Regions from separate parts of the Zea mays genome. Here all the other regions are linked to region 1. A link is a contact called in public Hi-C data. All regions are on one chromosome and are shown on one strand. Each heading gives the region's core, a stretch centred on a gene start, on an enhancer-like site or on the middle of the called end of the contact. The rest is flanking DNA. Distances are from core to core; before and after follow the strand shown.

The links. A called contact is a pair of places that touch in the nucleus more often than the background predicts.
Region 2: a Hi-C map of tassel shows a contact between it and region 1, with 2.6 times the contacts expected there. The contact joins the promoter of LOC542067 here to the promoter of LOC100277217 in region 1. A contact is called at or near these places in 4 of 25 Hi-C or Micro-C datasets (bundle sheath, ear, leaf and 1 more).
Region 3: a contact with region 1 is called in a Hi-C map of leaf, with 5 times the contacts expected there. The contact joins the promoter of LOC100282758 here to the promoter of LOC100277217 in region 1. A contact is called at or near these places in 12 of 25 Hi-C or Micro-C datasets (bundle sheath, ear, endosperm and 5 more) and 2 of 3 datasets of contacts at active chromatin or transcription factors (leaf and seedling).

The regions. Positions count from the first base shown.
Region 1 is chr8:146,582,777-146,585,977 of Zm-B73-REFERENCE-NAM-5.0, reverse strand. It overlaps LOC100277217, which reads left to right and starts at 1,681. Exons shown (of 2, transcript NM_001150850.2): 1 at 1,681-1,810; 2 at 2,301-3,201. The coding sequence starts at 2,409.
Region 2 is chr8:146,391,781-146,394,981 of Zm-B73-REFERENCE-NAM-5.0, reverse strand. It overlaps LOC542067 (DNA methyl transferase 4), which reads left to right and starts at 1,503. Exons shown (of 12, transcript NM_001111703.1): 1 at 1,503-1,587; 2 at 1,684-1,794. The coding sequence starts at 1,531.
Region 3 is chr8:146,723,394-146,726,594 of Zm-B73-REFERENCE-NAM-5.0, reverse strand. LOC100282758 (alpha-L-fucosidase 2) reads right to left here and starts at 1,558. Exons shown (of 5, transcript NM_001364362.1): 1 at 1,187-1,558. The coding sequence starts at 1,544.

The DNA.
Region 1 (3,201 bases), core at 432-2,931:
ACTGTGTTATCCCTTCTACAAGAATCTTCCTCTGCACGCCGAAGATACACAGATCTCGGACGACAGGACACAAGGGGATTGTCCCGACAGCAAATATTTATAGCCCCAAGTGTTATATTCTCTATGTTCCTGGGCCCACATGTCGGGGCTCAGTGCCTTTGTGCATGCCCTCTTTCAGCTATAAAAGGGGAGACATGCGACGTTACAAGACAGATCCAGGCTCAAACTCACAATACATTACAAAGTGGAGTGGGGTGTTACGTCCTGGCAGACCGAACCACTCTAAATCCTCGTGTGCTCTCGTGTGTTCATCCACCAACCTCGTAACAAGCAAGACGCTTAGGACCCTCCTCATTTTAGGAATTAGAGCGGGTGCAATCTGCCACCCGGCTGGAGAGATTTACCCTCCGACAACATTGATTTAGGCAATTTTTAGGAAACGTTTGGATACCAGAAGCCGGTCCTTATGGTAAGAATTTAATCAGAAGTTGAAGCAAACATGTCTATATAGATCATATTTAGCCATTGCAACTGTTATAGCATCGCTAGCCCTCGGAAAATAATTCAATCAAATTAACTTCAGCATATTTGGTACTGTATTTTGACTAAGGATTCTCTCGGTTGTACTGTTGGTTTGATATAGAACAAAATAATGGCTTAAATAAATAGCATGTATAATCATGAGCAGTAAAACACCGTAAAAATGGAGGAGGTAATAGTAAATGAGGCAGCAGTATTGCCGCCATGCCGCTGTGGTATTGAGCTACGGCGCGTTCGAATTTTGAAATCTCATCCAACTCCGAGAGTACGAGTACCAGCGGTAGTGTGGTGTGCGGCAGATGGCGTTTCCTGGTGCCGTGGTGCGCAGAGGACGAGGGAGAAGACAGAAGAGATGCCATATAGAGCCGTGCACACAGACCCGGCACCCGTTTCCATGCACCTCCAGTCCCAGAAAGCACCAAGCCACAGTACTCCGTACAGTAGTGCCACTGGTTTCCCGGGCCCACAAGAAATTATTCCCCGCCCACTCAATTCTCCCACGCGCAATCACCCACGACGCGCGTACACGGTACACATCGCGGCGCAGCCCACCCACTGTGTCTATCCGGCCATCCGGGCCCGCATGCATAAGGACATCACGGGCCCACGTAATAAGAACGTCAGGGACCCACCTGCCATTGACAACTTGATACTTTCTGGTCCTGCGATTGGGACGCGTAGCCAGCGCACGCCCTCCAGCTTTACCTTTCCCACCGCAGTAGCAGACGGCGGAGGCAGGTCCTACTCACACCCACGCCGCTGAAGTGGCACATCCTGTCCAGGTCCTCCCTCGTCGGTCGGTCACCTCCCTCCTCACCCATCGCTTCGTGATGCATCCATTCGTAAACCGACGCCCACTCGCGGGGCCTACCCGTCATCCTCACAGACACTGCGGACGCGGGCCCGGCCTCACCACACAACCCGGGACGGGATGAGGACGCCGACAGACGGGGCCCAGATCGCCGGCCCACAGTGAAGTTGGTTCACGCGAGGCGGCACCGTCGCCGACAAGGACCACGGGGAGCCGAGCCGGAGCCGCCTAGACGAGGGACTAGCGAATGGAGAACTCTAGCCAACCACGTCACCGTCCACGTCACGCCCACCTATAAACTGGAGCGAGCCCGAGCCACCACCCAACCTGACCCTTCGTCCCGCATCGTTTCCTCCTCCTTTTTCCCCGTTCGTCCCCTGGATTGGCGTCTACCCGGCGCGACCCGGACCGAATCCTAAGTCCGCCTGCCGCCGCCGCCGCCGGCTCCCGTTGGAAACGGTAAAACCTCCCTCCTCCTGGTCCGTGTCGCCGGCGTCGGGTCCAAGCGGCCGCGCGGTTTCGCCGCCGGCGCCGATCTGAGCGCCGCCGGCGTTGACCCCACCCGATTCGCTCCGGGCTGCTGCTGGGGCCCTTCTTCTCAGATGTGGAGTTCCTCCACCTACAGATTATACCGCAACTGTTTGAGGAGTCCTGATCCGGACTAGCTAAGGGCTCCTGCTGTGCACGACCTGATACTACGGATTTTGCGCCTTCTAGAGGCATGATTCCTAAATCGGAGTCTTACTGTTTAAACCAGAGTTTGCTTTCGTTTTGAACTGTGGGTGAATTTCCATTCCCGCAGAACGTGAAGTCGGTTTAGGCCAGGCCTGTTTGATCCGTGTTCATATATGTATATATGTTATATGTATGGAGGATACAGAACGCTGTTGCTTGCGATCTGATTAAGACTTTTTTTTTGTTTTGCTTGCTATTCTGATTTCCTTTTCAGAGTTTGGAGTAAAGAAACCAACCTTGCATCTGTGTTCTGTCTGTCTATGCTGCTTTGCTTTGGATTCACAAAAAAATAAGCCTTGCATCTCACTGACTTGAGATAACTATGCCTAAGGACAGGAGCTCCCGCGTTTCCTCTCACGAGAGCCGCCGGGCTCGTGCCTCCCCATACTTGTCAGCGTCTCATGGACAGAGCAGTTCTTCACGCCGGTCACAAGAGTCTCCTGCGGCCGCGGCAGCGAAGCAAGCTGCAGAGTGGGAGGATGTTCGGTGCTCGGTCTGCATGGACCACCCGCACAACGCTGTCCTGCTGGTCTGCTCGTCGCACGAGAAGGGCTGCCGCCCCTTCATGTGCGACACCAGCTCGCGGCACTCCAATTGCTATGACCAGTACCGGAAGGCCTCCAAGGACTCCTCCAAGGATTCAGGGACAGAGTGCAGCGAGTGCCAGCAGCAGGTCCAGCTCTCGTGCCCGCTGTGCCGTGGGCCAGTCAGCGACTGCATCAAGGACTACGACGCACGGAGGTACATGAACACCAAGGTCCGGTCCTGCACCATGGAGTCGTGCGAGTTCAGGGGTGCCTACCAGGAGCTGAGGAAGCATGCTAGGGTGGAGCACCCAGCGGCGAGGCCGATGGAGGTAGACCCTGAACGGCAGCGGGATTGGCGCCGGATGGAGCAGCAGCGGGACCTTGGAGACTTGATGAGCATGCTGCGTTCAGGGTTCAACGCCAACGTTGAGGACAACAGCGGCGAACTTGGAGCCACCGAAGAAGGGGAAGAGGAAGCCGCAAGGACTCCGGCCTCCATAACAATGGTCTTCATCATGCCGTCTAGAGGCTCAATCATGCAGTACTTAACAGAACGTAGCAGGGCGATCATTCTGGTCAGCCGGAGGC
Region 2 (3,201 bases), core at 254-2,753, 190 kb after region 1:
GGGCTCAGTCCTGGAAGACGACGAACTCCGCCTCGCCCGACCCCAGGGCTCGGACTCGGGCTCAGCCCCGAAAGATGACGAACTCCGCTTCGCCCGACCCCAGAGCTCTGACTCGGGCTCAGCCCCGGAAGACGACGAACTCCGCTTCGCCCGACCCCAGGGCTCGGACTCGGGCTCGGCCCCGGAAGACGACGAACTCCACTTCGCCCGACCCCAGGGCTCGGACTCAGCCCTAGCCTCAGCCGACGGTCTCCGCCTCGCCCGACCCAGGGGCTCGGACTCGGGCTCAGCCCCGGAAGACGACGCACTCCGCTTCGCCCGATCCCAGGGCTCGGACTCAGCCCTGGCCTCAGCCGACGGTCTCCGCCTCGCCCGACCTAGGGGCTCGGACTCGACCTCGGCCTTGGAAGACAGACTCAACCTCGACCTCGGAGGAGCCTCCACCTCGCCCAACCCAGGGCTCGGACCGACCACATCACAGGAGGCGCCATCATTACCCTACCCCAAGCTGACTCAGGCTACGGGGAACAAGACCGACGTCCCATCTGGCTCGCTCCGCTAAACAAGTAATGATGGCGCCCCACACGCTCTATGACGACGGCGGCTCTCAGCCCCCTTACGGAAGCAAGAGGACGTCAGCAAGGACTCGACAACCCCAACAGTTGTCCTTCCGCCAGGCTCCAGCGCTCCTCCGACGGCCACGACACCACACGAATCGGGTGCCAAAACCTCTCCGGCTGCCACGATGGCATGTACTTAGGGCACTAGCTCTCCTCCGCTAGACATGTTAGCACACTGCTACACCCCCCATTGTACACCTGGACCCTCTCCTTACGCCTATAAAAGGAAGGTCCAGGGCCCTCTTACAGAGGGTTGGCCGCGCGGAGAAGGACGGGACGACGCTCGCGTAAGGCCGCTCGCTCCCTCCCGCGTCGACGCTTGTAACCCCCTACTGCAAGCGTACCCGACCTGGGCGCGGGACAAACACGAAGGCCGCGGGTTTTCCCTTTGCACGCCTGTCTCCCTCCGACTTCTTCCCCCTTCGCGCTCCATCTCGCGCCGACCCATCTGGGCTGGGGCACGCGGCGACAATTTACTCGTCGGTCCAGGGACCCCGGGTTCGAAACGCCGACACTATTCCTGGTATAATTTTTGTGTCTCATTAAAATAAGTGGATTAAATTATGTAATCTATGGAGATAAATAATATTTAGAGAATCACAAACTTCTAAGTGTGCTAGTTCATCCTAAAACATAAATTTACCTTTTTGTATTTATACTGTTTTATCAAACTTGTGTTGACTTGACTGTATAAATAAAACATGTCGAGCAAATGTTTATGCCCCGCAGGAAAATTTTATTCGTTGCCGTCTCCACGGGAGGCGGACCGGACAGTGAGTCCGCGACCGTAATTTGACTCTCAGAACTCTCCGACTCACAGAGTCACAGTCACAGGCTCAGCCAACATAAGGGAACCGGGGTTCCAAACAGTTGCTGCAGCCTAGCACGGGCCGCGCGACTGCCGGAGGCGATGGAGGCGCCGGCACCTTGGAGAGTGCTCGAGTTCTACAGCGGCATCGGAGGCCTGGTACTGTGGGATACCCTGTTTTCTCCTCCGATTCGTCCCGTCATCCATCTAATCTAACGGCGGCTAGGGTTCGGCGCCTTCCCCTTTTGCTTGCAGAGGTACTCGCTGATGGCGTCGGGCGTGCGGGCGGAGGTGGTGGAAGCCTTCGACATCAACGACGTCGCCAATGACGTCTATGAGCACAACTTCGGCCACCGCCCCTGCCAGGTGCGCTCCACTTTGACCCCGAAATCTGCTCTTTAGCAGTCCTCAAACCGAGATAGAAACGTGTTACTTACTGTATGAGAGACCGGTTACCACCTCCGCCTTGCTTCCCTTTTCACAAGCGGTTTAGAACAAAATCACCTCATGGGGAGAAATTTGGAATTTTGCCAACTTCGCTGGATTGCCACCAAATTGGTGGGTTTCGTCTAAATGTCATTATCAACCAAGACACATACGCTGAAATGCCTTTTGGCTATTTAACAAAAAGAAAAACCAATTTAATCGGGTTAGAGAGGGCGACTCATTTGCCCTTCTCTTCTCCGTTTCGCTGCTCCGCTCCACTACGACCACTTTGACACTTCGTGCGGTCGCACTCCAGCGCGATGGGCACCAGACCTGAGGCCATCTTCCGTACCAGCGTCGTCGTGGGCGCCGCTAGCTTCGCTGCAGCAGTGGGCGCCGCCGTGGGTGAGCTGCTGGATGCGCTATGCAGAGATGAGTGAAGCATGCTCATGGCACTTGTCCACGTTGGCGTCTCCATAATGGTGCAGCTGCTCATGGCGTCGGCGTCCGTGCTATGGGAGAAGGCCACCATGCTCACGGGTCACGGCATCAGCAGACATCAGATCGTTGCACTCGAGAACTCGTCGCTGGCGGACCTTGGTGGCCGTTCGTGACGTCGCTGCAGTGGACATTGATTCCTCTTGCTGCTCGCCGTGGCAGCAGCGTCACTTGCCAGCGCCGACGACCCCTACCGCTACTTCACGTGGAATATCTCCTACGTGCCCATCAACGCTAGGAACGCGAGAAGAGAAAGAACAAGCGAAAGAGCAAGATGGATTCTGTACCGGGGTAAATGAGTCAGCTTGCACCCTCCAACTCAATTAAATTGTTTTTTATTTTTAATAAATATCCAAAAGGCATTTCAGCGTATGCGTCTTGATTGATAATGGCACTTGAACGAAACCCACAAATTTAATGGCAATCCAGCGAAGCCTACTTTTTATAATGGCACAATTCCAAATTTCTCCGTCTTGGGAGCACTTTAATGGGTTCAACGCCACCCAACACCTAAACTTCAGCATCATAGCGGAATGATGGGATATCACCCTGAGTTTGGTCCCTAAAGATTTCAAGCGAGCCTTAAATGGTTTAGCCATCTACACCATGTGGAATCTTTGTAAAGATCATAGCAGCAGGATCTTTGATAACAGTCATTCAACTGCCTTCCGAGTTGCCAGGCTGATGAAGGAAAATCTGGACCTTCACAAAAGAGCACAACGTATACACCCTCCTTAGGGTGCTTGGGGTTCTTAGTTGTGGAATTTCTCTTAGCATGAATTCTCCAGTGGGCTCGCAAGCAACAAGACGTGCAGCCCAGTGTAGGGTTGTTGCCCCCTTCCTGTACAT
Region 3 (3,201 bases), core at 309-2,808, 140 kb before region 1:
TACCAAACGTTTAAGGGGGCGAACGTTTAAGGGGGTGTTTGGCAAGAGCTGGCACAGCTATGTTACTAGCGAGAATCACTTCTAGAAAGCCAAACGACTAAAAACTGAGTTGCTTAATGGTGTGAGTGAAGTGAATCAGTCTCCATTTTATACTAGAGAGTGGGAGCAAAAAAAACCTGCTTATAACCCCTTAGAAATCACTTCACGCACAATTTGTCAAACGGTTTTCGTTAAATAGATTCATTTCTACTTTAGAATCATTTGGAATTACTCTATTGGAGAATTAGCTCTTGGAGCTAGAGAATCATGGAGTGAAGCTCTGCAGAAGGAGGTCTAAATTGGCGAGCCATTTTTCAGTAGAAAAAGGAGACGGGCTCCTCCAGAGGAGGTCCAGAAGACCCAAGCACGCACACCCATAATATTAAAAAAAGGCAGAGAGATGGTTGCAGCTGCTTATAGTTCATGAATTCTGAAACCGATCATGTTATCGTATATGATTAGAGAACATTTCATTGACCCCCACATGGACGTTTCCAACAGCAATTACAAATTTACAATGCATGTTTTTTATGTAAACGCCACGGTTAACAAATTCCCAATCTCAGTAGGGGGAACATGCTCTCGCTGGAGACAGGGGCCAAAAGAAAATAGCATAACTGGCCACACTATATTCTCCTCACCACCACGGCACTGGCGGCGCCTCCTAAGGGCCTGTTCGTTTTGCTCTCAATCCATGTGGATTGGGTGGGATTGGATGGGTTTCAATCCCAAACAAGTCAAAATCTTTCACAATTTTTTCCAATCCCATCCAATCCACATAGGATAGGAATAACCGAACAAGCCCTTAAACGACTAGTCTATTGCTTGTATAAAAATTAAACGACTAGTGACTCCCATCCCCTGGCATCATAGGGTTGACGAGTACGCGGCACGAAAGGAAGCGAAGAGGAAGATAATTATTAATCTAAGTAGACAGAATTGACACCAGAACTACAGTATATTTCTACGAAATCTTAATGTTACCGTAGAGATAAAATCCATGGAGTAGTAGTAAAGTTTGAATTCGCACAAAGAAATCCTGGAGATTCCATCCCCATTAATCAGGACGAAGGTGAGGACGAGCATCAAGCGCCGATAACGAACACGCAAGTCGAGGAGAAGGATGAACAACAGAGGCGGAGGATACCGAAGAAGTCGAGCAGGTTGCGGCCGTCGGAATAGCGGCCGGAGGGGCGGCCGAAGAAGGTCTGGCCGTAGGGGAGGTTCCGCGCGGGGTCCGGGAAGTCGTCAGGCACGGAGAGCAGGAAGTTGCCAGTATCCGTGAGCGAGTCCCCGAAACCGAACATCCGGTCGAAGCAGACGCTCCCTCCTCCAGCTTCCGCTTCCGCTTCCACCGCTGCCAACACCACCATCATCCCGGCGAAGAACAGAGTCGCCCAAGATGGAAATGCCATGGCAAAACGACGGCCCGCGCCGATCCGGAGCAGAGGGCAAGTTCCAGAAGAGGGAGACGGGGACGGAGACGGCGGGGTGGGCGTTGGCATGGGGTGGGGGAGAGAGGACGCCGGAACGGACGAGGAAGGAAGACGAAGGCGGAGGGGCAGCGGTTTTTAAAATGAGTGGACGGCGGAGCCATCCACACGCTTTTTCAAATTCGCTCGGAAAACGTTTTCTTTTTCATTTTTACGGAGTTTCTATTTAATTAGGGAATATACTGGTGTAAATCAATCCCTCCGTGTAACTTCTAATCTAAACCACATTATATTAATCCAAAGGATCTAGGGGCGTACATAATTTTACACTTAACTGCCCGTTACTAATCACATTTTTTCAAATCCCCACTCTCATTTCGCGTATGTCCCTTTGGATCACCATCATGTGAATCAGATTAGAAATTTAAACGGTTACACGGAGGAGTTGATTTGCACCATATACGTTCCCGACTCGTTTTTTTTTGTTTGAATTTGGTTTATTCGGCTCAGCTGTCATCTTATTTTCTTTTTCGTCTCGGCTCGGTCTGGTTCTCCGCCCTCGCGCTGGCACTTTCTGCCGCGGCATTTTTGTGTCTGTTCTTTCCGTTTTCTGTTGCCACGCGACGTCATGCACGACTTCCGTGAGAGTAGTCCAAATTAACGTGAATTCAGAATTTGTGGTTGTGACGGGATGATTTTGCCGGTTGCTAAATACTAAACCGTGGAGATTTTTCTATATACAGATTTTTATAACGCCCTGCTTAACATTCTAATAATAGTAATTTAAGCAAATATCAATTAAGCCCCGTTTGTTTCCTTTTATTTTGAGGAATTGAAATCTTGTTAATGGAATAGACTATTTTTTTAGAATGTAACATTCCACCACTTTCCAAAGTTATCATATAAGACTATCTCAAATTCATGGAGTGAGATATGGAAATTGATTCTATAGATTTACATGCTACTTTTCCGATGTACAACTTATAGCACACTCTCCTAATTGCTTCGTTATAACATAAATGTAGTATATAACTATTTTTCTCATATGATTTAGGATAATATACAAATATATTACATATATAAATATATGAACTTAATTAGTTTTGTCTAAATTATAATTATTAAAATGGAATTTTATTCCAACGAAACAAACGGGCCCTTAAGGTATTATGATTATATACGAAATATATTTGTATATTATTATTAGCAATATGTAGAAAATATTTATTTGTTATATTTTTTACTATAGAGGAGTGAAACGAACAACATCTTATAAGTTACCGAGTAGAAACATATTTCGTTGATATATAAAATCATTTTTCTATACTTCACCCCAAGAATTTAAGATTGACTTAAAAATGATGGAATGTCAAATTTTAAGCCAGTCCAAACAGTCCGAGCATTCATGAATCTATATTCTCAGAAAACTGTTTAAATAAGCTATCCCAAATAGGTCATAGTGAGGGCATGTTTTGACATGACTCTGCTTCACTTCAGAGCAGATCTTCTCCAAAACTCTAAGTGTAGCAGCTCTATTCTAGAGTTTAGATTCCTTTTTCATAAACGATTGTAGTGTCGGGTAAATAACTCTAAACTCCATATCTAGATTATTTTTTAAAGTTTTCATAGCAGTAAAGGAGTACTCCAAAAAATTGTACTATAGCTCTAAACACTTTGTGGAGTCTACAACACTGTAGTTAGGTTGTTTGATAGGCTCTAATCAGCTCCT